Regions from separate parts of the Mus musculus genome. Here all the other regions are linked to region 4. Evidence: chromatin contacts called from public HiChIP or PLAC-seq and promoter capture Hi-C data. All regions are on one chromosome and are shown on one strand. The core of a region is the stretch at or near the end of the contact, and the rest is flanking DNA. Distances in the headings are between cores, read along the strand shown.

Region 1 (2,970 bases), core at 298-2,797, 510 kb before region 4:
TTTTTTGGGCGGGGGGGATTTTCTTTTCTTTTTTTTTTTCCATTTTTTATTAGGTATTTAGCTCATTTACATTTCCAATGCTATACCAAAAGTCCCCCATACCCACCCACCCCCACTCCCCTACCCACCCACTCCCCCTTTTTGGCCCTGGCGCTCCCCTGTACTGGGGCATATAAAGTTTGCGTGTCCAATGGGCCTCTCCAGTGATGGCCGACTAGGCCATCTTTTGATACATATGCAGCTAGAGTCAAGAGCTCCGGGGTACTGGTTAGTTCATAATGTTGTTCCACCTATAGGGTTGCAGATCCCTTTAGCTCCTTGGGTACTTTCTCTAGCTCCTCCATTGGGAGCCCTGTGATCCATCCATTAGCTGACTGTGAGCATCCACTTCTGTGTTTGCTAGGCCCCGGCATAGTCTCACAAGAGACAGCTACATCTGGGTCCTTTCAATAAAATCTTGCTAGTGTATGCAATGGTGTGGATTTTATTTTCTTGTGTGTGTGTGCATGAGTGTCCCTGGAGGCTGGAGCAGGGCATCAAGTTTATTGGAGCTAATGTTACAGGCAGTTGTGAGATGTTGGCATGGGTGCTAGAACCAATTCAGGTCAGCAAACATTTTTTGTTGTTTATGTGCATTGATGTTTTGCTTGCATGTCTGTCTATGTAAGGACAGTTGTGAGCTGCCATGTGGGTGCTGAGAATGGAACACAGGTCCTCTGGAGGAGCAGTCAATGCTCTTAACCACTGACTCCCCCAGCAAACATTCTTATACAACACCCCTCTGGTCTCCTCAGGACACATGTGTACATACACATTTTTTTTTAATAAAAAATACTCCCAAGTTGCAACTTTTTGAAGCTGATCTCTTTTTTAGCTGAAGGACGAGTTCCTCGAGTATTGCCATATAAAATAGAACTAGGGTGTGGGTCTCTTGGACTCAGCTATCAAGGTCAGTGGTTCTTAGGAGCAATCAGTGCTGTCTAACTGTTCATGCCACGAGGCCAGTGGTTATTTTGGTCTGACTCATCCTTTAGTCCCATGGGCTATCTTTTCCAGCCTTGTGATTGTGTGGGAACTTGTTCAAGGATCAGCAGATGTGGAAGGGACCCAGGCGATCTCATCTCAGGCTCTGGACCTGAATGTTTGCAGCCTGAAATCACTCACTACCTGGACGAAGAGCAAATCCACTTTCCTGTCCTGTTTCAGACTTGGGTCTCAAATAGAAGAGGTAGCCTTAGCATAGTTTACAGGTCCCCCCCCCCCCCCCCCGTTCTAGCCACCCAGCCTAGCGAAGTTCCTTGGTAGTTTGCAGCAGGTCAGTTCCGGCCTCTCGGGTGAGTCAGATTTACCCCTTAGCCTCGTATTGGCTCAGCTCCACCTCTCGGTGTCTGTCCAGTCTCGGGGAGCGTCTCCACCCTCACAGGATAGCGGCCCAGGACTACTCCTATTTAGGACATGAGCTGCCACGTGCCCAAAGCATGCTGGGTGCCCCTGGGGAGGGGAAGACCCGCAGGACGCCGGATCACGCGCCCGTTACGCACCGCCCCCACGTGACCCGCGGTGTGTTCCGGAGATGAATTGCTTCCGGGTTTCAAAGTAACCCTCCACTCTAAGGCGAAAGGGGGCGGGTATAGAAGGTAGGCTGTAGAGTCGCCTAACATCCATTTCCGTACGTTCTGCCCCACTCCCCCAAGGTGTCGCTGAGACCCTTGACTGCGTCTCCGGGGCTTAGCAGGTGGCAGAGCACGCTCCGGAGCCTCTCGTAAAGTTCCGCCGCGCGTGGAACAAAGGCCTTCAAGCCACGCCCGGCGCCGCCTGCTACTCAGGGGGAAGTAGGTAACTAGGCTCACTCCATTGGCCCTTCGGGTGAGTGATGGAAGCACCGGCCAACCGCTGCCTGCACAAGATGCGTGCGTAGTACTCAGAAGGTTCAGCAAGGGTGAAACTACGTGAAGCTCTAGTTTTGGGCAGTTTCTCTGGGGCTCTGAGGAGGTGCGCATGCGTAAAACCCCCATCGTCAACTTCCTGCACAAATTGAGAATTAGCACCCTCAGCCTTGGCAATTTTACTGAGATTGACAGCACTGCGTAAGATCTGGCATTGCCTGGGCGTTCCAGAAGGAGAATCCGACAGGCGAATGCAACGATTTGTCATTGTCAAAACTGTTAACCACAAAGTCCACGCCGAAAAACTGCGTGATTGAATTATTTAAAAAAGGGGGCTGGAGAGATGGCTCAGTGGTTAAGAGCACTGATTGCTCTTCCGAAGGTCCTGAGTTCAAATCCCAGCAACCACATGGTGGCTCACAACCATCTGTAATGAGATCTGATGCCAGTCCAGGGTGTCTGAAGACAGCTGCAGTGTAGTTACATATAATAAATAAATAAATAAATAAATAAATAAATGAATGGTGTAGTTACATATAATAAATAAATAAACAAACAAATAAATATTTAAAAAAGAAAAAAATCGCGGGGCTGGGGATGTAGCTCCGAGCCCGGAGTTCTGCTGGAGTTCGACCTGGTGTGTGCATATAGGATTAGAAGTTCAAGGCTATCCCGAAATATAAGAGACTCTGGTCTAAAAAAAAAAAAAAAAAAAAAAAAGAGCCACAAATGATTTTGTTTGGAGAAGTAGTCACAGATGCCGTCCACTTTAATGGGCCACAGGTTGGACACGCCTTGCTCTATTTTCCTGTCTTCTGGCGGTAAGATTATAGTGCGAATAGCCTGAGAGCTATTGGCCTGAATCTGTGCAGACACCTTGCTACAGTAGTAAGAATATTTATTTAGAGAGGTTTCACAGTTTGTCTTATACTCTTTCACTCAAGAGGTCCTCACATAACCCTTCTATTGGGATGGAGGTATAGCTTAGTTTAATGGTAGAGCACTTGCCTAGAAGGAGTTCCGTTCCCAGATTACAGTGGCCGCCACATCGTGTAGACAGATCCCAAGCTGAGGCTTAAGATGC
Region 2 (2,995 bases), core at 91-2,590, 420 kb after region 4:
AATCCACACCTCTACCAGCTTCTTCAGTCCTGAATGCCTCACCTCCTTGAGCCGGGCAATAGCATCCCCTATCTCTGGGTGTCCCAGCTCCTTCTCAGTCAGCACCTTGACGATCTGGGAGAAGTGCTGGATGAAATTCTGCTTTTCTTGGTTATAAGCATCCAATTTCTGGTTCCCATTCATTCTGACAGAGGAGCTAAATGCTCTGAGGGAAAAAAAAACACACACACAAACAAATGAGAGGGTGGCTCGGGTGCTTCCCTCCCCGAAGCCCCACACCCCAACCACACTCACCGAGGCTCCTCTGTCCACACTTGGCACCACCAGCGGGCACTGTGCCAGGCCCCCAGGACTGGACACCCATATGCCAGGGAGGGTCGTTGTAGGAAACCAAGCCACCTCTCCCGGGGTGCCCAGCAGGGGGCTGGCAGCAGGAAGACCCCCAGAGATCTCAGCCAGCAGGACAGGGGCATCCTGGGTGTGCATGGGGGTGGGGGCACCAAGCACTCCCTGCAGGAGCAAGCACCGAAGGCAGATGCTTGGTAGCAGTTACCTAAGGTATCCCCCAAGCCAAGCTTGTTACCTCCTGCATTAGAACGCCCCACCCCGCTTCTAAACTCAAGAATTACATAAAAAACACACAGGAAATGAAAAGTTTGTCGGAGTGACTGAGATCCAATAGATCTTCACTTAAACCGAAAATGGCTAAAACTGAACACTTTCTACTTCCAAGGTTGCGTTCACTACAATTCGGAACATTGTATTACGGGAATTACGGGATGCAAGGTCCTTAAGTCACAATGTTAATGGAGACACCGAACTGAGGTTCAGTGAATGTAAGAGAGCTGAGCTGACGAAGAGCCAAAGCTGGAACCCAGGAGTCCGGATGTAGGGGAAAGAGAGGGAAGCTCTTAGATAGTCCCAATGAGGGGACTGGAGCCGAAGGTGCTGTGCGCTTGTCATCTGTCCCGGCACTGGTGCTAACCGCAGCCGGCCTCCGAGCAACAGGTGGGCGTGGGAGGACTCACAAGAGTAAACTAAAGGCCTGGCGTACGGAAGACTTGAGGAAGACGCCAGCGTTTAGAAATTCACGAAGGCACAAGCAAACCGTTCATTCTGGCCCACCGACCCCAAGCCCCGTAACTCCAACACGGACTGGTCCTTTAGTGCCTCGGAGCTTCACCCGATCCGAGACACGGGTAAACCTCAGCTCCAGCCCCAACAATAGCTCTCACCTGTTCTTCAACGCGGATTCTCCCGGGGTCCAAGATGTTTGCGGCTTACACCTAAAAGCTGAGCGTGCATCCGCTCAGCACTCTGGGAGTTGTAGTTCCCAGTCTCCAGGCTCAGGAGGCAGAACATAAATATAAAACTACGACTCCCGGCATGCCACGGACTAGGCGGCAAGAAACTCAGACTTGTGTCTCAGGGTGGGTGTGGCCTAGTTCGCTGATTGGCTAAATTACCTCGTGTGAGCATGGGCCTTGTGACGGCTGGCCAATGAAAGGGTGGCGCGCGGACCATCAGCCCACTAGGCGGTCGGCGGTGTCGGTACACCCATACCGAAAGCCTGGGAAATTGGCTATCTAATTCCTAGCTATAGTTCTTCCAGTGCTTCTGGTTGACAGTGTTTCTAAGATCCCGGAATAACCAGCCTTGCAGCTTCCTATTTCCAACTCTAGCAAATCACTTCTTACATCTTTGATTCTAGTTAGGTGAAGTCGCTCATTTTTCCAGCCCTTAGAAGGGGTGAGGCAATAAGATCAAGAGTTAAAGCCATGGGGTGGGGCTGGAGGGAAAAAAAAAAAAAAGAGTTAAAACCAATATGGGTCGTGTAATGAGTTTTAGGCTACTTGGAAGACTATATGACTATATGAGAGAAAACAACACCTTTCCCCCAGGTACTTTGGCGCCCTTGAAGCAAAAAGGTAAAAACTCAAAGCAGATGTTAGAACTTTCGGCCTCACAGTTTGCCAGCCCACCACGTTGACTCCTTTTTACTCCACCCCAAACCCCATCGCGATCAGAAAAGAGACCTGAAACTACAAACCACCTCAGACATTAATGGACTTGTCCTTGAAGTATTAGAAATAAGTTTCATTGTCCCAAAGAAAGAGACCACTACCACTCCGGACTAAAAGGTTGAAGGGTCTAGACAAGATAAACTTTACACATTGGTTTATTCTGCAAGGTTTCTCCATGTAGCCCTGGCTGTCCTGGAACTCTCACTGTAGACCTGGCTAAACTTCAACTCACAGAGTGAGAAAATAGTAGATTGAACATGGCTCGCAGAGGGGACTAGACCATGCATAAGAGAAGGTAGGGAGCTTAAGGGAGGGCCAAAACAGCATAGCCGAGGTTATAAGAATGTGAAGTGAGGGAAGAGAAGCTCCTGAGATAGAGACGTTTAGGATAATGGGGGAGCTGAGAAGAGCCAGGAACATGTGATATACTGTGAGAGCCTGGATATACTGGGGGAGCCTGGAGGCCGGCATAATTTTTGTCCCTTCTGCTGCCCATGTAAGGGTAACCCCTTTGGTAAAGGGGAACCGGTTTCACAAGTTCCTAACGAATGCTAGTTTTGGTCAGAATTTGAGGAAATGGAGTTTTCTTTAGAGCTCCTTTGGACAGTAACAACATAAGAAACAGACAAGCCAGGGTAACAAAAATAGTCATGAAACAAACTCATGGTAATACCCAATTAACTGCCAGGATGCCAAGTCTGTGCAAGAAGAGAAGAGCTGTCAACCACTGGCTTTGCAAATGGAAAAGAATAAATTAAGATGGTTATCTCATACTGAGGGAAAAGGCAGTAGACTCCCTGATAGGCAGGCCGACGTGGGAAGGGCTGTGACTACTGAGTAATAGCGATGGTGGACTTCCAAGGTGACTGGCTCCTTCCTCACACTCCTGAGCAGAGGCAAACGTCTCTCAGGTTAGAACAAAGGCTTTGTGAACATTTTCTTCTGAAAGCATAGCCACTGTTGATTCAAGG
Region 3 (3,409 bases), core at 191-2,690, 450 kb after region 4:
GTTATGGGACATATGCAACCTACAGGAAACTCTTTCCTCTGCTGCCCCTGCTGCCCCTGCTGCCCCTGCAGCCCCTGCTGGTGCCTTCTCATCCTTAATAGCTTAAGCATAATCACATTAAAGAAAGCCTCATCTTATTTAAGAGGTGCCTAAGATACACCACTGTCCCACCCGGCCACCCTGCCCAGTCCTATGATCCATGCCTGACACCCCTTACCCAGTTTAAAGTATTTATTTATTTGCTAGTAGTCTGTCATTTCCCCACACACACTATATTAAAACCCATGGAGGGCGAAGGTTCCATCTTTCTATCTGCTTGACTCCCACTGTATCCTCCAGGGTTGTCACTGGCCATTGTCATTGTCATAGTGTCATGGAAGCCTTCCTAGAGAATCCCACTGTTCTAGCAACTTTGCTGAACTTGTAAAGTCACCCAAGAATGGGGTCAAGAGAATCCCCAGTCTAGGGTCATCTGGGATATGGAAAAAAAGTAAGTGCCAGGTGGCCCGTCTGTTGGTTGGGGTAGTTATAGGGAATTTTGACAGCAGGACTGCAGCTTATGCTCATGGTGGTCAGCAAGGCAAGGTCACTCTCCCTGGTGCCTTGGTAAAAAGTGAGTTGGGTGCGATGTCCCCACGATGGCTGAAGAACTCCCCTGTGCTCAGGCTTCCTGTGTTTACTAATATGGTTCGTCAACATCAATCTAAACAAGTTTATCAATTAGTGCCTAGAACTGTTTATAGTTTCATCTTTGGATTCACAGAGGAACAGATGCGAGAAACTGAGATACCCTCTAACGTCTATCAAAGGGTTCCCCTCTGCCAGGTGGTGGTGGCGCACGCCTTTAATCCCAGCACTTGGGAGGCAGAGGCAAGCAGATTTCTGCGTTCGAGGCCAGCCTGGTCTACACAGAGAAACCCTGTCTAGAAGAGAAAAGGAAAGGAAAGGAAAGGGAAGGGAAGGGAAGGGAAGGGAAGGGAAGGGAAGGGAAGGGAAGGGAAGGGAAGGGAAGGGAAGGGAAGAGAAGAGAAGAGAAGAGAAGAGAAGAGAAGAGAAGAGAAGAGAAGAGAAGAGAAGAGAAGAGAAGAGAAGAGAAGAGAAAAAAAAGTTCCTCCCTCTTTTCCACAATCTAGTCCCCACATTCAAGCTCTTGCTCTGAGAATATACCTAAGATTCTTGTCAATAAAATACAAAGAGAAAAGGATTGTATCACTGGCGATGAACTAGTCTCTATTGAAGCTGATGGACTGACAGTATGAATGGACTAAAAATTGACCAGGAAAAACGGATGACCTAGGGGAAGGGAAGATGTGGGGACTGACAACCGACAGCCCTCCAGAAGGGACTCTGTGTGGGGATGGGGCTGCCTACTGGGTGTGCCTCTTTTCTATTCTCTGGCTCCTGCAGATAAGACCAGCAGTTAGGGTACACTCTCCTCCCAGTCTGTGGTTCTTGCAGCCCCAGTCCCACACTTTGGAAGCATGTCTGTCCAAGAGAACGAGCTACCCCAGCAGCTCTGGCCCTGGATCTTTAAGTCCCAAAAAGACTTAGCAAAGTCTGCTTTAAGTGGGGCTCCAGGAGGTAAGAAGAGGAAGGGAAGCCACTGAACAGAGAGGAGAATTAGGGTAGAATCAGTGTTGGGGGTGGAGGCCTTGGGGGAAGGATGCCCACTACAGCCTCTGTTAAATTTGATTTGAGCCTTTGATCCAGGCTCTGCAGACAGGCCAAAGGGGATCCGGCAGCATGGACGCCACGGGGCACTCCCGTGGTTCCTGGACTCTGGCCCCCAGTGTACAAGGCTTCCATTGGCAAGAGAGATGCTAGCTGGTTATACTTTAACCAGGACTGATCTCGTCTGTGCCAGGCCCCATCCCACTGACAAAGGCAGAGTATAAAGCAGACCCACAGACACAGCAGGTACGCAGCAGTATGGAAGGTGCTCTACTGAGCCGGGCTGGGTCAAGCTACGGGGGTTTCCCCCACAAGGGGGCAGGCAGGGGATAGAGCCGCACTGTATAGATGGAGGGAACTTGGAGGGGAGGGAAGTGGGGAAGCCAGAGAGTTGCCTGGAGCTAGAAGGAAGTAAACAAGGAAAAGTAACAGAGAGATTCCAGGCCTAGAGAATGAGATGCCTTGAGACTTGAGGGAGGCTTCTGGGGGTGCTGAGGCTGAGTGGTCTGCTGGGGGGCGGGGTGGGGGAGGGTCTCGGTAACTGGGTCCGTAAGGACTCAGCTTTGAGCTAGACCTAGATTTGAATCATCTTCCTTGGAAGATGCCCTTTTCTTAGACAGTGCATTTTCTCTCTCCGTCTTTTTCCTTCCTTGTAAAGTTGGGAAAGAGCACATCTAACAGCCTGCTCCATAGAACCCTGGAGACTAAACAAAGTAATGTGTGACACTCAGATTGAAGGAAGGCCTCCTCACACAGACCGGAGGGCTGAATAGACACAGGGTGCACTGGCAGGAAGCACATGGGGGATAGGCGATTGTCTGTGCAGGATCCTGAGTCCCCATCTACCGCAGGGCCAGCAGGATACCTGAGACGTGCCAGTGTGGCCCAGCTGACCCAGGAGCTGGGCACTGCCTTCTTCCAGCAGCAGCAACTGCCCGCAGCTATGGCGGACACCTTCCTGGAACACCTCTGCCTTCTGGATATCGACTCAGAGCCTGTGGCCGCTAGGAGCACCAGCATCATTGCCACCATCGGTAAGACCACCCAACCCTGGGCCGCCACACTGGGCCGCCTGCATGACTCTGGTGTCTCCTTACTGTGCTATCTTTGCCATGGTCATTCATTCAACAAATATTTGTGAGATTTGCAGGTGTTGTTGTTGTTGCGGGTGTTGTTGTATTTGCTTCTTTTTCTTTTTCTTTTTTTTTTCTGAGACAGAATCTTCTTATGTTGTAGCTCTGGCTGTTGGGCAGGCAGGTCTCAAACTCAGAAATCCACCTACCTTTGCCTCCTGAGAGCTGGGCCGGGTTAAAGGTATGTGCCACCTTGCTCCACTTGAGGCTGGGTCTTTAAGACAGGGTCTCGGGTAGCCTTGGATAGTTTCAAGCTTATTATGTAGCCCATATTATATTGTCTTAGCCTAATGAGATCATAAGTATGTAATACCACACCCAGCTTAACAAATGCTCGTTGAGCCAGGTAGCAGTGGCGCACGCCTTTAATCCCAGCACTTGGGAGGCAGAGGCAGGAAGATTTCTGAGTTCGAGGCCAGCATGGTCTACAGAGTGAGTTCCAGGATAGCCAGGGCTATACAGAGAAACCCTGTCTCAAAAAACCAAAACCAACCAACCAAACAAACAAACAAAGCAAAAAAAAACCACAAATGCTTGCTTAGTACCTGGAAGACAAGGTTTGGAATTGGGGGTAGCCCAGTAAATAAGGGAAGTCTAGTGGATGG
Region 4 (3,140 bases), core at 534-3,033:
AGGTTAGCAGATCGAGGCAGTATGTCTCAGAGATGACAAGTATATCAGGTGAATAAAAGATACTTAGGTTTACAGTGGTGGTTGTAGGTTCACGTCCTTTCACATAGTATCAGCAAGACCTCTTAGAGAGAGAGAGAAAGACAGAGAGACAGAGAGGGAGAAGAGGAGGAGGAGGAGGAAGAGAAAGAGGGGAGGAGAGAGAGAAGAAAAGAGGAGGGGGAGGAGGAAGAGGGGAGGAGAGGAGAGAGAGAGGCAAAGGAAGGAAAGAAAGAATGTAGAATCAAAGTTGCTTTGCCATGCTGATTTTAGTCGAGCACATGACTCAACTATTCAAGCCTGGTGTTCTTCAGGCAAGTCTGTTTCCTCAAGACTTATTTACTTTGTGTGGTGTTGGCAACTGAACTTTGGACTTAACTCTGCTCCACACTGGTTCGTCCTGCAATTCTTTCCCAAGTCAAAAAAGCCAAAGACTCTTTGGAGTCTAGCCCTAAAAGATCAAGGGAGCACCTCTCACACTAGTGTGGTTGACACCACAGAGCAGTGTCTTCATCCCTACCACAAATGTATATTTATTTATTATGTGCCCAAACTCTCTATTATTTAGCTTTTAAGTGAATTTTTTTTTTTTTAAAGATTTATTTATTATTATATGTAAGTACACTGTAGCTGTCTTCAGACACTCCAGAAGAGGGCGCCAGATCTTGTTACGGATGGTTATGAGCCACCATGTGGTTGCTGGGATTTGAACTCTGGACCTTCGGAAGAGCAGTCGGGTGCTCTTACCCACTGAGCCATCTCACCAGCCCCAAGTGAATTTTATTCTATGAATTATGTCGGAATGTAAGTATTTCTATAAGCTAGCATTCTGGGTTTGTTTGCTTTCTGTTGGAAGAATACTTGCATAAACGTTAAGGATCTGTTTTTCAGATTCACCCAAAACTCCTTAGAATTCAAAGCTTTTCAGTATATTGAAGAGGCAGTCAAGTGTAAACACACAGCCCTCAGAGAAGGGGATTTCATAACTTTTGATTTTTAATCTCCATTATGACAGTTCTTAGATCAGAGAGCAACTTTCCTTGTGTGCTCCAGGGATCTAACTTACATCGTTGTTTGTCTACTAGCACCTTCGTCTGCAGGGCTATCTCTCAGTCCCTGGCTTCGTTTTTTTTAAAAGCTCCACCTCGCTGAGCAGTTTTTCTCCAACTTTACTTGTTTTATAACAAGTTGTCCAAGTGCTTACGAGTTTGCCAAAACCAATGTTTTTGCTCATGGCCACCAGAACAGCCCCCCCCCCCCCATGCAGCGGGCTGACTGGAGCTTCCTATCCCTAAGGGTGGGTGGGTGGGGGACCCAAAACAAAACAAAAAGAGAAAGAAAGAAAAGGAAGTTGTGCAAATGACTTTGGAAAGAATCATTTCCTTTTTTCATAAGCTGAATCGAGAAGTGCGCTGAAGTCGCCGGCAGGGTTCTCCTCCGCTACAGGCTGGGACTCCACGTGAGCAAAGAGAACGCGGAGAAAGTCGGCTTCATTTTCTGACTTGTCTTCCAGGCAACTCGCTTGCCCACAATAAAAATGGATTCTCCTAGCCCGCAACTCGCTTTTAAACCAGGCCCAACAACCATTTTTATTAAGGGCAAGAGAGCAAGCCGGAGAGTCGACAGGCAGGCACTCCTGTCACTGAGACGCCAGACGCTTTAAATCACCGAGGGTCCAATCGGAATCAAGAGTCCTCACCGGACCCGCCTTACCTCACGGCCGGAAAAGGCCGTGCGTCAGCGCGTTGGGCGGAAGTGGCGGGAGGGCGGTGGTGGGTAGTTGGCGGGTGGTTGACTGGAGCAGGCCGCCATGTCCGCAGGGAGCGCGACACATCCTGCCGCTGGCGGGTAAGGGCTTCGCGGGCCAGGCTGGGGGCAGCGAGCACGGGCCCGGGGCAGGGAGACCGGCGAGGCTGCGTGTGGGCCGGACGGGCCGTCTAGTAGGACGCGTCCGGATGCCGAGGCCGGGGTTCTGGAGAGAATGTTGAGCTGGCCTCGGGCGCCCGGAAAGAGGCCGGCCGCGGTGCGAGAGGGAAGGGAGGGAACTCGGAGCCTTTTAGAAGGACGAGCCAAGGAGAAGGCGAACGCAGAGCGTTCCCGGCCGAGCCGAGTCTCCGGATGGAAGTGACTGGAAAGGAAATGTTTCGTAAGGGGATCGGAATAAGGGGAGTGGGACTGAGCTTTAGATAGGAATCTCGGGCACGTCTCGGGACCATGGCAGGCGACGCGGGATGGAGTGTACGAAGGGGGAGACTACACAAAGGAAGGCCGTGGGCCTCAGGATTTCCCTTTTCCTACCTGTAGGCGCCGCAGCAAATGGGATCAGCCAGCGCCAGCTCCGCTTCTCTTCCTGCCGCCAACGGCCCCAGGTGGAGAAGTCGCTGGCAGCGGGGCGAGCCCCGGGGGCGCCACCACCGCCGCCGCTCCTTCAGGAGCCTTGGATGCCGCCGCTGCCGTGGCTGCCAAGATCAATGCTATGCTCATGGCCAAAGGGAAGCTGAAACCATCTCAGAATGCGGCCGAGAAGGTATTGCGAGCGCTAGACGCTCTGCGCTTCGGGATTTTCTTTTTCCTCCCCTTTCTTCACCTTTCAGTTGCTTGGTCATTGGGGTTAATGAAGATGAAACCGGTTAGAGTGAAGATCACGTTTGGGAGTATTTAGATGATACCTTGTTAAATTGTTCCTGCAAGGCAATGAATGGGCTTTGGTTTTTTTGTTTCAGGCAGAGACTCTGTATATTTAGACCAGGCTGGCCTGCTTGCAGAGATGCCTCTTGCCTCTGACCCCCCAAGTGCTGTGCCCCATCATTGCATCCTGAAGTCAGGCAGTTTTAATTGATGTAGTTCCCTTGTTTTGTTTTTCGAGACAAGTCCACGTAGTCTTGGCTGTCCTGGAACCGTGGTTTAGCCTCGAACTAATGGGGAGATATCCGTCTCTGCCATCTACGTAGGATAAGGACATGCGCAGCCACCACCTGGCTGGTCTTGTTACTTTTATGGACTAGTTTTTGTGCTTAGAAACTTAAACTCAGTTTTTTTTTATGGATATTTGAGGCAATATGTTTTTGATCCATGAAGTTCTGGTATATCAAGTCAGTGTTTTA
Region 5 (3,047 bases), core at 410-2,909, 320 kb before region 4:
TTCTTTGTAGCTGTCCTGGAATTCACTCTAGACTAAGCTGGCCTAAAACTAAGAGGTCTGCCTGTATCTGCCTCTTGAGTGTTGAGATAAAGGCATGTGCCCCTATGCTCTGCCAGTGATATTTTTTTGAATAGTTGTTACCCAGGGTCTTGCCTACCTCCAAGAATCATGCTTTTGTTGATAAGAGTACAGGGGACTTAATGGTTAGACCTAGACTTAGTGATGCTTGTGACCCTACATTGCCCCCTCTGAGGTGCCTGTGAGGTTTGCCTTTGGTTGACTGTAAGTCACTGTATCCTTTGTCATGAGAGTCCGAGCCTTATCCATGTTGAGTAACATTTACACCCTCACCTCCACTCACACAGTCCTGGCTGGAACACTCCGTACCTTTGGGGTGTTTTGGAAGCAGTGCTTGAGTTCCACATCAGTACCACGGAACTGTATCTCCAGCACATGCAGTTGAGTTCTAGGAAACTCAAGGAGGCTTCCAAACTGCTACATAGCCAAGCCAGCCTTAGACTTCAGTGGTTCCTTCCATCTCTCCAAGGTTGAGATCACAGGAAGCACCATACCTGTTTTGCAGAAGTGTTTGATGAATCTACTGTCTGGGGCTGGCTTGGTGTTCCCATCTGGGTCATGTCCTCCAGAAGGGATAAAGGGTGAGGCTTGAAATCAAGGTTCTTTATTCCTACCATCCTGGGGTGGCAACTCAGACGGTGGCAAGGTAAATTAGATTGGTGCATCCTTCCTTCTCAGGTGGGCCAACATTCACCAAGGGCAAAATAGGCATTGCTTTTGAGATGCAGCTGCAGTTGGTTTTGGAGTTCCTGCTAGCAACCTCAGATCGTGGGAGACTCAGGCCAGGTGTCCTGGTCAAAGAAGATTAGATCCCAGCTTGGGCCCCTAGCCTGATCTAGACAGCACAGTGAAGCGGGTCCAGACACACCCTGAAGGGCTGGCTGTGTGCAGGAGGCCAAGTGAGCTGCCTGCTAATGGGGCTGGGCCACCCCGTGCTGCCCCATGACAGGCAGACAAGGCTAAGATTGTTCTCCTGTCTCTCCATTCTGCCAGGCCTGGCCCACATCCTCAGTCACTTTTTTCCCCTGTCAATCTGAGTGGCAGGAACCAGATTCTGCCTGTGGAGTCCAGTCAGCCTGGCTGGGAGCGTGGTCAATCTCTGGGGTAATAATGCAGCTCACATCTGGGGAAATGGAAGTGAAGCACCTTCCCAGCCTCGCACTCCTCACTGCAGCAGAGCTCTCCAGACCCTACTGCTGAGGGCAGAGGGACCTCTCCCCGGTTCAGCTCAGCCTTTCCCGGGGCAGCTGGGCAACACTCAGCACAGGCATCTCTCCTACACCTCCTCTTCACTTGGGATGAAGGGTCTGGGGACCAGGTTTGTGTTGTTAAGCTGGGCAAGATCCTCAGAACCCATCTCAGAGGACAAACTGGTTGTGAAGCCCCCTAGATCCTAGAAAGACTCCAGAATGGGCGGAGCTAGAGGCAAGAAGAGAGGGTGGAGTTGCTGGGAAGTTTTAGTCTGAGATGGGAGAAAGGGTCCTATCGGTCCAGGTCAGTGGCCCCGCCCACTTCATTCGCTCCGCCCCTCCGCCGGTGCCAAGGAATGTGCTGGGAGAGGCGGCTGAGAGGCGGGCGGGCAGGCGGAGCCGAGGCCACCCGGACGCGGCAAACAGGTCTGGGCTGAGGGGCACGGGACCCAGGAGGGGCAGGGGCTCTGAGTATTCCCAAGGGCACAAGTGGTATCCTCTAGAAAAGGAGGACACCCCCTAATTCCTTGCCCTTCTTTAGCAATTTCCTCGAGGGCACCAATTTTGGGTGTGGAGGTCTTAGTCCTCTATGTGGGGCCTCCTGGATTGAGGATTCTGGCCGAGGCGCAAATGGAGTTACTAACAGGAGGCAGCCTCGCTGCTGGGGAGCCCTTCACTGCAGACCCGCAGAGACTGAGGACCTCTGAAGCAGGACTGGATGCCCCAGGCTAGGACCAGGAGGGGAAAGGGGCCACCTGAGTGGCTGACTCTAGTCTGAATCTGGTCATAGGAAACCGGATGGGTGCCAATCCCTGACCTTCTGTCTCCAGGTCAACGTGGAGGTATCCGGCCACCATGCTCAGTCTCAAGATGCCTCAACTCCTTCGAGTCCATCAGGTCCCCCGGGTGAGGGGCCCCAATCCATCAACCTCGCCTTCCTCAGAGAACTCATTGGGGCAGAGCTTTTTCTCATATTAGCTATTTGGGAAGTTCTTCCTGCAAGCTAACTTTCTTACGTTTCAATTTCAGTATAGAACGTGTGACCTCTACTCACATTCCTAAACGTCCCTCCTCTCAGAATCCCCATCTGCAGAACACCCTGTGTGTGTGTATTCCCCCATCCTATTTAATCCCAATATTCTGGTTCTGTTGTTTGCCCTGTGGGTTTGGAAGGCTGGTAAGAAATAGGTTGGGTTGTGTTTGACTTGGGACCACTGCAATCTCTAGTGCATCTTCTATCGTGTTTCCAGACACCTCTTATTTTGTTTTTTGTTTCTCGAGACAGGGTTTCTCTGTGTAGTCTTGGCTGTCCTGGAACTCTGTAGACCAGGTTGGCCTCGAACTCACAGAGACCCACCTGCCTCTGTCTCCCAAGTGCTGGGATTAAAGGCATGAGCCACTATGCCCGGCTACCTGACACTTCATGGAGGGGAAAGGCCTGCTAATGATGACTGCTCTGCTCCCCCACCACCCCCAGGTGTTTTGGGAAGAAGGCATCATGTCTGGCTACCGATGCCCCACAAGCTCTGCCTTAGACTGTGTTCTCAGCTCCTTCCAGATGACTAATGAGACGGTCAACATCTGGACTCACTTCCTGCCCACCTGGTGAGCGAATTAGGTTCAGACGGGTGCCAGGTGGGCAGGGGCACTACGGCCCCAGCGCCTGAGCAGGTGCCTGGCGCAGGTACTTCCTGTGGCGCCTCCTGGCGTTAGGCAGCCCGGGCTTTCGCGCGGACCCATACCACCTACCGCTGCTGGTCTTCCTACTGCCCGCCTGCC
Region 6 (3,341 bases), core at 168-2,667, 260 kb before region 4:
TGTTTGGTATGAGTTTCAAGTGGCCCAAACTGGCCTTGAACTTCTGAGCCTCTTATCTGCAATTCCTAAATGCTGGGATTATAGATGTGAGCCACGATAACACTTGCCGGGTTTATTCTGAGCTGTGTGCTATGCGCATTCTACCAACTGAGCTAGATCTTTGGCCCTTGGAGTTAACAACTGTGGAAGGATTTTGCTAACAGTAAAGTATTTCCCTTACTGCACAAGGTTCTACTGAGCAGGGTTACTCCAAGTCCTCACCAGCCATCTGGTCCACAGATGGCATGGACAATATAGTTGTCTATATAAGAGCAGACCTAGGTGTGGTAGCACAGGTCTATCACACTAGCCCAAGGGGGCTGAGGCAAGAGAAACAGGAGTTTAAGGTCAGCCTGGTTTACACAGTAAAACCTGTCTTGGGGGTCAGAGGGGACTCAGGCCATACTGTAAACCTGCTGATAAGAAACAACACTCTAACATCTCTAGATAATATATGGATTGTAAAATGTGAGAAGCATTGCTTTACTTATTCCAGCTTGTCAGTTTTATAAGAACTATAACTATTCTCAGATTCCAGCATCATTAGAACCAGGTTAGGAGTCCTCTGATTCCATCCTTGGTAGTGGACACAATGATGATTAACTGGTCCATTCCAATCAGCCACTCCCACCACATCGGGTCAACTCCTGACCAGACACCAGGCTGCCATTCTCAGACAAAACAGATACTTCCCAGCACCCTCTTTTCTTTCTCTCTGCCACTTCAGGTTCTGCATTCTGGGAGCTGTCACCCACATAAACGCGAATTAACTGTCCCGCTAGCTATTCATTGCCCTTCACTAGGTCCTGACTATGTCGCCTCCCAATCTAAGCCTCCTCCCTCCGGCATGGTGAGGTTCCACCTAGTCTTCATTGGTCTTCAATAGATTTCCACGTGATCCTCCATCACACACACCACATGACAATCCCCTCCACACACTCCACGTGACACCCTCCTTTATGCACCTTCTGTCAGGCTCTTGCACGGCCAATTCAGAGTCCCCGGGCATACCCCTCGTCAGGCTTCTCTAGCTGTCAGTCTCTCATGCTCCTCGGCCAGGACGAGATGCCTCGGGGGACTTGCCTTTCGTTGCCAAAACTGCAGAGCGGCTTCCCATGGCGATGCAGCCCCGCAGAACAGACAGATATCCACTGCCTCCTCGACAGGTTGAACCTTAGGTACCTCTGATCCTTCAAGACACCTAAGCACCGTGGTCGCTTTCCTTCTCAGACCCCAGCGCTTTAGCCGCGTCTGAGACTGGGACTCCTAGACCGCAGCCCCCGCGCTATCCTCCAGTCCCAGCGACAGCCAGACTCGGTTCGCATCTTCCTCCATCTCCACTGGGATCCCGGTATTGCCGGAACCGGAAACTGAGATGCTGTCATTCCCTCCCACTGTGAAGCAGCGGTAATTCCACCAATGGCATTATCAGCCTTTGAGCCTCCCTCTAGAAGCGCCTCTTCGGCCATCTTGGATTAGGGAACTAGCCCCGCCTCCTTTAGCTTCTATATGCCCTCAAGCCAACCACGCAAACGAGTCCTGCTAGGGGACTTCGTAATTGGCTGACACTTAAACCCAGAGGCAGAGGACTCTGCTCCCTCTCTCCCTCCCTCCCTCCCTCCCTCCCTCCCTTTCTCTTTCTTTTTCTTCTTTACTTCTCTCTCTCTCTCTCTCTCTCCTTTTTTTTGTTTTACTTTCATTTCTTTTTGGGAAAAGTCTTGCTACCAAGACCTGGGGGGCGTCCAACTCATTAATTCCCCTGTCTCAGATTTCCAAGTGCTAAGATTGCAGACCTGCTCCTCCACTCCTGGTTTCTGGGACTCTTCTTGACAATACAGTGAAGTCACCTTTTGCTTAAAGATCTAGTGGAATCTTTATATTCAAACCTAAATTTTAGAATTCGAATTTTAAGTAGAGAGGAGGGGAAATCTAATCTTTAGTTTTTCCGTAGCTTTTTCTCATATTTGGAGCCCAAACAGTAGAGGTAAAGGAAGGCACGATAAGGTAGCTAATTTTCAGATATAGTAACTCAATTTGGATAAACAGCGGTGACACCAGCTGTGGGTCTGGTTTTACACATATATATATTTTTAAAAGGTGTTTGTTTGTTCTATACTTTCAGTCTATGCTGGTAAGATTTTGTTTTGCCGGGCGTGGTGGCACACGCCTTTAATCTTAGTACTTGGGAGGTAGAGGCAGGCAGATTTCTGAGTTCGAGGCCAGCCTGGTCTACAGAGTGAGTTCCAGGACAGCCAGGAATACACAGAGAAACCTGTCTCAAACCCCCAACTCCCGCCCCCCAAAAAAGATTTTGTTGTTTTGTTTTTGTCAGCTTGATGTTGGCTAGATTCATCTGGGAAGAGGAAATGTAAATCGAGTAATTGCTTTCAGTGGACTGATTTGTTAGCATTTTATTGGTTAATGACTGATGTGGAAAGGCCCAGCCCAGTGTGGGCTGTGCTACCCTTGAGCAATCTGAATGTGAACCCAAGGAGAAAGCACTATATACTCTCTCTTAGTCTCTGTGTCAGTTTCTGCCTCTGGGTTCCTGCCCTGCCTTGCCTTTATTATGAACTGTAACCTGTAAGGTTAAATTAATCCAGGTTGGGTGTGATTGCACAAGCCTTTAGTTCCAGAACATCGGAGGCTAGGCAGAAGGATCCCTGTGAGTTCAAAGCCAGCGTGATCTACATAGTGAGTTCCAGGACCTACATGAATATATAAAGAGACTGTTTCAAAAAAAAAAACCAAAAAAACAAAAAAGATCAAAGAAAAGATAGAATAAATCCTTTGTCAAATTGTTTTTGGTCGTGTTGTTTATCACAGTAATGGAAAGCAAACTAGGACACAATCTGTCTTTTTTTTTTTTCAACTATACTGATACATAAAAACAAAGTTTGAATGTAGTAATTAATGGGTACCAGGTGATTTTGTTTTGAGACAAGGTCTCACATTGTAGCCCAAGCTATTCTGAAACTTACCATGGTCCTAGGGTAACTTCAGATTTATAGCAGTGGTTCTACCTCACCATGGCATGTTCTGGGATTACAGGCTTGAGACATCGTGATGGCCTCTGAACATTCATTTCTTTCTGGGGGCTTGGGGGAAAACTCAGAGTCCCTTCTAGCTTTGGGGAAACGTGGAGAGCTTTGGGGCTGCCTTCTAGAAATTTGGCAGGAATTTGACATTGGCTAGGACGAGGATGTGGGCTCAAGTTCTTGATCATCTTGATAAGTCCCTGAATACCACCAGAATTGTTTGTTCCTTGACCTAGAGTTGACCTTATTCTTTGCATGTCCTTA
Region 7 (3,270 bases), core at 193-2,692, 480 kb after region 4:
CCATGTGGGGGTTGGTTGGGAACTAATACAGGTCCTTTGGAGGAGCAACCAGTGCTCATAACTGCTAACTTATCTCTCCAGCCCCTCAACAACAACAACAAGAACAAAAAACAAAACAAAAGATAAAACAAAACCAAACCTTTGTTTTTGAGACAGGTTATCAGTGTACTCAGGCTGGCTTTAAATTCATTATATAGCAAAAATAACCTTGATTTCCCAGCAGTGGTGGCGCACGCCTTTAATCCCAGCACTTGGGAGGCAGAGGCAGGTGGATTTCTGAGTTCAAGGCCAGCCTGGTCTATAGAGTGAGTTCCAGGACAACCAGAGCTACACAGAGAAACCCTGTCTCAAAAAACTGAAGTAAAAAAAAAAAAAAAAAAAAAAAAAAAAAAAGGAAGGAAGGAAGAAATAACCTGGATCCTCCTGCCTTCACCTCCTATGTCCTGGGATTGGTTACGTGTATAGGTTGTATGTATGGCTCTCTTGCCAGGGCATTCTGGGCAAAAGGCAAGTACTCCACCAACTAAGCCACATCCTGAGCTGGTTTGATTTTGAAACAGTCTCACACTGCAGCCCATGCGGGCCTTGAGCTCCTCCAAATAATCCTGCCTCAGTCGTCTAAGAGCTGAGATTATGAGCATGAACCACCATGTTTAGCTGCTGCTTCTTCCTTTTCGTTTTCTTCTTCTTCTCCTTCTTCTTTTGTACTATTTAGTAAACTGAAGCTGGAGAGATAGATGGTTCCGTGGTTAAGAGTGCAATCTTCTGGCAGATCCAGCATCCACAATGGTAAGCCCTCAATTGCCTGTAACTTCAGCTCCAGAGGATCTGACTGGCCCCTTCTTCAGGCCTCATGAAAACCTGAACTGAAATGCACATACCCTTCTACAGAAACAAAAATAATTTAAGGTAAATCTAAAAAGAAAGGAAGATGATTCGGTAAATTTATACTTAATACAGATTAGTTAAAACACAACGGCGTCCGATTCTCCTTCCTCTATGTCTGTGCACCTGCCCCAAACATGAAATACTTTTGTGCAGAACAAAGAGGGAACCTTTCTTTGCTGGCGTTCGGAAGCAGGAGGGTATATATTTTCAAGTTTTGTTTGAAGAACCAGACTTCACAAAACCTCACTGGAGTCGTTTGCTCAATAGCGATACAATGTAAATAACTAACAATCCTTTAAAACAGCCAATATTAAATAAGCCACAAATTGTCTTCTGGTGAAGAGCAAGAGGAAGGTGTCATGGGAAAGGATAAAAAGACCTAGAGACTCAACAAACACGTGACAAGCTCCGAGCGCCTCGAGACCCGAACCAAGAGGCGCACCCACCGCTTCTCTAACTCTGGAAGGCGCAGGGGAAGCGGCTCACTGGCCCGAAGGGCCCGGTGTCGGGGGGCGGAGCCCATCAGAGGCTGGGAAGTGACGCAGGACGTGCGTGCGTCTGTGCGTGCGTGCTCGCTCACGGCGGCGGCGGCGGCGGAGCGGAGAGGCCAGAGCCGGAGACCGAGCTGGGATCGGGCCCCGGGCGGGGGCGGTGCGAGAGGCGCCGAGCGGATCCTGGGGGCGGGGACGGAGCCCGGGCGGGCGGGACTGGAGCAGAGCCCGGGAACGGGGCGGGAGGTCCCAGGGCCCCGGGTTGGGGGGTGGAACCGCACTTCGTCGCCGCGGGGGTGCCGGGACTCCGGCCGCAGTGCCGCCGCCATCACGGACTTCCTGTGGGACAAGCGCACGGGCCTCGCCGCCAGAACGGTGAGCGCGCGGGCTGGCGGACCTTGGGGCCGCGGAAAGATGGCTACCGCCAGACGGACGGCAACGGGATATGGAGAAATTAGGAGTGTCGGGCTCTCGAAGCAGCAGAGTAGCGAGATGAGAGGGAGGGAGGTCGACGTGTTTCGGTGTAGCAGCAAGACCTATAGTAAACTTGGAAAAGCCTTAGAAGTGATGAGGTAGACACCGGAGCGGTCCCAGTCGTGCAAAAGTTGGACCAAGGGTTTAATACGATCCGAAAAGTGTTAAGATGGCAGTGTAGAGGAAGAGTTTGAGGCTAGGAAATTATTCTAGCTTCTCTGAGTAAGCAAGGAAGAAACAGGGTTTAGAAGTTAAGAAAGTTAGGCTAGATATGCTTTTCTAGGAAAGAACGCAGTGGCTTTGTTGGTTGGTGTCCAAAGTGAGATTGCATTTATGTTAAGTTAATCAAGATAGGGTTACCTGGGAAAGCCTCGTGCTTGCATCTTCTTGGTTTCCTGTCAGCCACTTTAGGCCAGTGTACCATAGGCTCACTTTCCTTAAGAAGGTTGTGAGGAAGCGGCCGAGAATGGTGACCAGATGTTGGAGTCAAACCTACAGACCTCATGTCCTGGGCCAAGACTGCCCCCGAGGCTCATCGTATTGCTGGATATGACAGTGATTTTGCTCTGATTTTCCCCTTTGACCAAAACAGGACTCATGAACCCTAACTAGTCCAGTTTCATTTAATGGAGGCCCAGCTGCCGGCCAAGTATTACTGATACTAATTAAGAAGTACTTAGTAGGCTAGGGATATAGTTCAGTTGATATGGTGGGGGTCACTTAGCTTGCATGAAGCCCTGGGTTGATCTCCAGCCTTTGTAAGCCCCAGCCATCTGTAATTTTTGCACTTGGAACTGAACTAATATCAGAAAATATTCGTGGCCATCCTAGGCTACATATCAAAATCGACACCAGCTTAGGATATGTCAAGTGTGGTTTTGCAAGTCGTTCATACCAGCACTCAGGAGGCAGACACTAACAAGATCTCTGAGTTCAAATTCTGCCAGATATGCTTAGTAAGTTTAGCCCAGCCAGGGTTACATAATAGAACCTTGTCTCAATAAAGGAAAGAGAGAAAGAAAAGGACTGGGGCAGCGGAACACCCTTTGAATCTCAGTGTTTGGAAGGCATAGGCAGGTGGATCTCTGTGAGTTCCAGGCCAGCCTGGTCTACAAAATCAATTTCCAAACAGCCAGGGCGACATAGAGAAACCCTGCCTCAAACCCAAAAGAAAAGGAAAAGTGCAGTTATTTCCTGCTTAATAAATCCAGTGGTGCTGGGGACATACAGATGGACACACTTCCCTTGTGCTGTTTTACAACTGTGTGAAAAATTTGGCCAGGCATGTGAGAGACATTTGTGGGACCACATCCTGATCTCTGGAACTTGTTGGTGTTTGCTGCCAGTTATCTGTAAAATCCTGGGAGGCTGAATGACTGCCCTGTGACACTCCTAGTCTAGTGGGGGAGAGAAGATG

What was found. Promoter capture Hi-C pulls out the DNA fragments that hold promoters and counts their contacts. HiChIP or PLAC-seq counts read pairs in DNA pulled down with a chosen protein or histone mark. Capture Hi-C pulls out chosen DNA fragments and counts their contacts.
Region 1: a promoter capture Hi-C map of pre-B cells shows a contact between it and region 4, with 3 times the contacts expected there. The contact joins the promoter of 1700113A16Rik here to the promoter of Khdc4 in region 4. A contact is called at or near these places in 1 of 39 promoter capture datasets (pre-B cells), 2 of 115 datasets of contacts at active chromatin or transcription factors (bone marrow-derived macrophages and double positive thymocytes) and 1 of 9 other capture datasets (liver).
Region 2: a contact with region 4 is called in a promoter capture Hi-C map of adipose tissue. The contact joins the promoter of Fdps here to the promoter of Khdc4 in region 4. A contact is called at or near these places in 14 of 39 promoter capture datasets (the 3T3-L1 cell line, the C10 cell line, the HPC-7 cell line and 10 more), 3 of 484 Hi-C or Micro-C datasets (B cells, cerebral cortex and embryonic stem cells), 9 of 115 datasets of contacts at active chromatin or transcription factors (astrocytes, cardiomyocytes, craniofacial prominence and 6 more) and 3 of 9 other capture datasets (adipose tissue, liver and pancreatic islet).
Region 3: an HNF4G HiChIP or PLAC-seq map of pancreatic cancer cells shows a contact between it and region 4. The contact joins the promoter of Pklr here to the promoter of Khdc4 in region 4. A contact is called at or near these places in 5 of 39 promoter capture datasets (cranial neural crest, frontonasal cranial neural crest, liver and 2 more), 4 of 115 datasets of contacts at active chromatin or transcription factors (bone marrow-derived macrophages, embryonic basal ganglia, large pre-B cells and 1 more) and 3 of 9 other capture datasets (adipose tissue, liver and pancreatic islet).
Region 5: an H3K27ac HiChIP or PLAC-seq map of embryonic stem cells shows a contact between it and region 4, with 5 times the contacts expected there. The contact joins the promoter of Paqr6 here to the promoter of Khdc4 in region 4. A contact is called at or near these places in 13 of 39 promoter capture datasets (the 3T3-L1 cell line, the C10 cell line, cranial neural crest and 9 more), 1 of 15 datasets of contacts at CTCF or cohesin (the NIH/3T3 cell line), 24 of 484 Hi-C or Micro-C datasets (cortical neurons, embryonic stem cells and nephron progenitors), 8 of 115 datasets of contacts at active chromatin or transcription factors (double positive thymocytes, effector CD8 T cells, embryonic stem cells and 1 more) and 3 of 9 other capture datasets (adipose tissue, embryonic stem cells and liver).
Region 6: a promoter capture Hi-C map of adipose tissue shows a contact between it and region 4. The contact joins the promoter of Slc25a44 here to the promoter of Khdc4 in region 4. A contact is called at or near these places in 3 of 39 promoter capture datasets (the SN4741 cell line, pre-B cells and stem cell-derived epiblast-like cells), 3 of 484 Hi-C or Micro-C datasets (CD8 T cells, cardiomyocytes and granulocyte-monocyte progenitors), 6 of 115 datasets of contacts at active chromatin or transcription factors (the SCID.adh cell line, effector CD8 T cells, embryonic stem cells and 3 more) and 2 of 9 other capture datasets (adipose tissue and liver).
Region 7: a promoter capture Hi-C map of liver shows a contact between it and region 4, with 6 times the contacts expected there. The contact joins the promoter of Clk2 here to the promoter of Khdc4 in region 4. A contact is called at or near these places in 21 of 39 promoter capture datasets (the 3T3-L1 cell line, 3T3-L1-derived adipocytes, the C10 cell line and 14 more), 8 of 484 Hi-C or Micro-C datasets (CD8 T cells, LSK cells, cerebral cortex and 3 more), 14 of 115 datasets of contacts at active chromatin or transcription factors (the SCID.adh cell line, astrocytes, cardiomyocytes and 10 more) and 2 of 9 other capture datasets (adipose tissue and macrophages).

What each region holds. Positions count from the first base shown.
Region 1 is chr3:88,176,238-88,179,207 of GRCm38.p6, forward strand. 1700113A16Rik (RIKEN cDNA 1700113A16 gene) reads right to left here and starts at 1,548. Exons shown (of 3, transcript NR_045997.1): 1 at 1,350-1,548.
Region 2 is chr3:89,100,627-89,103,621 of GRCm38.p6, forward strand. Fdps (farnesyl diphosphate synthetase) reads right to left here and starts at 1,341. Exons shown (of 10, transcript NM_134469.4): 1 at 1,236-1,341; 2 at 43-205. The coding sequence starts at 183.
Region 3 is chr3:89,134,702-89,138,110 of GRCm38.p6, forward strand. It overlaps Pklr (pyruvate kinase liver and red blood cell), which reads left to right and starts at 1,441. Exons shown (of 11, transcript NM_013631.2): 1 at 1,441-1,581; 2 at 2,523-2,705. The coding sequence starts at 1,482.
Region 4 is chr3:88,684,004-88,687,143 of GRCm38.p6, forward strand. It overlaps Khdc4 (KH domain containing 4, pre-mRNA splicing factor), which reads left to right and starts at 1,784. Exons shown (of 14, transcript NM_028814.4): 1 at 1,784-1,884; 2 at 2,341-2,563. The coding sequence starts at 1,847.
Region 5 is chr3:88,362,930-88,365,976 of GRCm38.p6, forward strand. Paqr6 (progestin and adipoQ receptor family member VI) reads left to right here and starts at 1,660. Exons shown (of 8, transcript NM_198410.3): 1 at 1,660-1,694; 2 at 2,099-2,174; 3 at 2,746-2,873; 4 at 2,953-3,047. The coding sequence starts at 2,124.
Region 6 is chr3:88,423,724-88,427,064 of GRCm38.p6, forward strand. Slc25a44 (solute carrier family 25, member 44) reads right to left here and starts at 1,418. Exons shown (of 4, transcript NM_178696.5): 1 at 1,005-1,418. The coding sequence starts at 1,048. Gm33513 (a long non-coding RNA gene) reads left to right here and starts at 1,357. Exons shown (of 3, transcript XR_375819.2): 1 at 1,357-1,446.
Region 7 is chr3:89,163,353-89,166,622 of GRCm38.p6, forward strand. It overlaps Clk2 (CDC-like kinase 2), which reads left to right and starts at 1,443. Exons shown (of 13, transcript NM_007712.4): 1 at 1,443-1,754. It overlaps Gm45927 (predicted gene, 45927), which reads left to right and starts at 1,443. Exons shown (of 19, transcript NM_001310017.1): 1 at 1,443-1,754.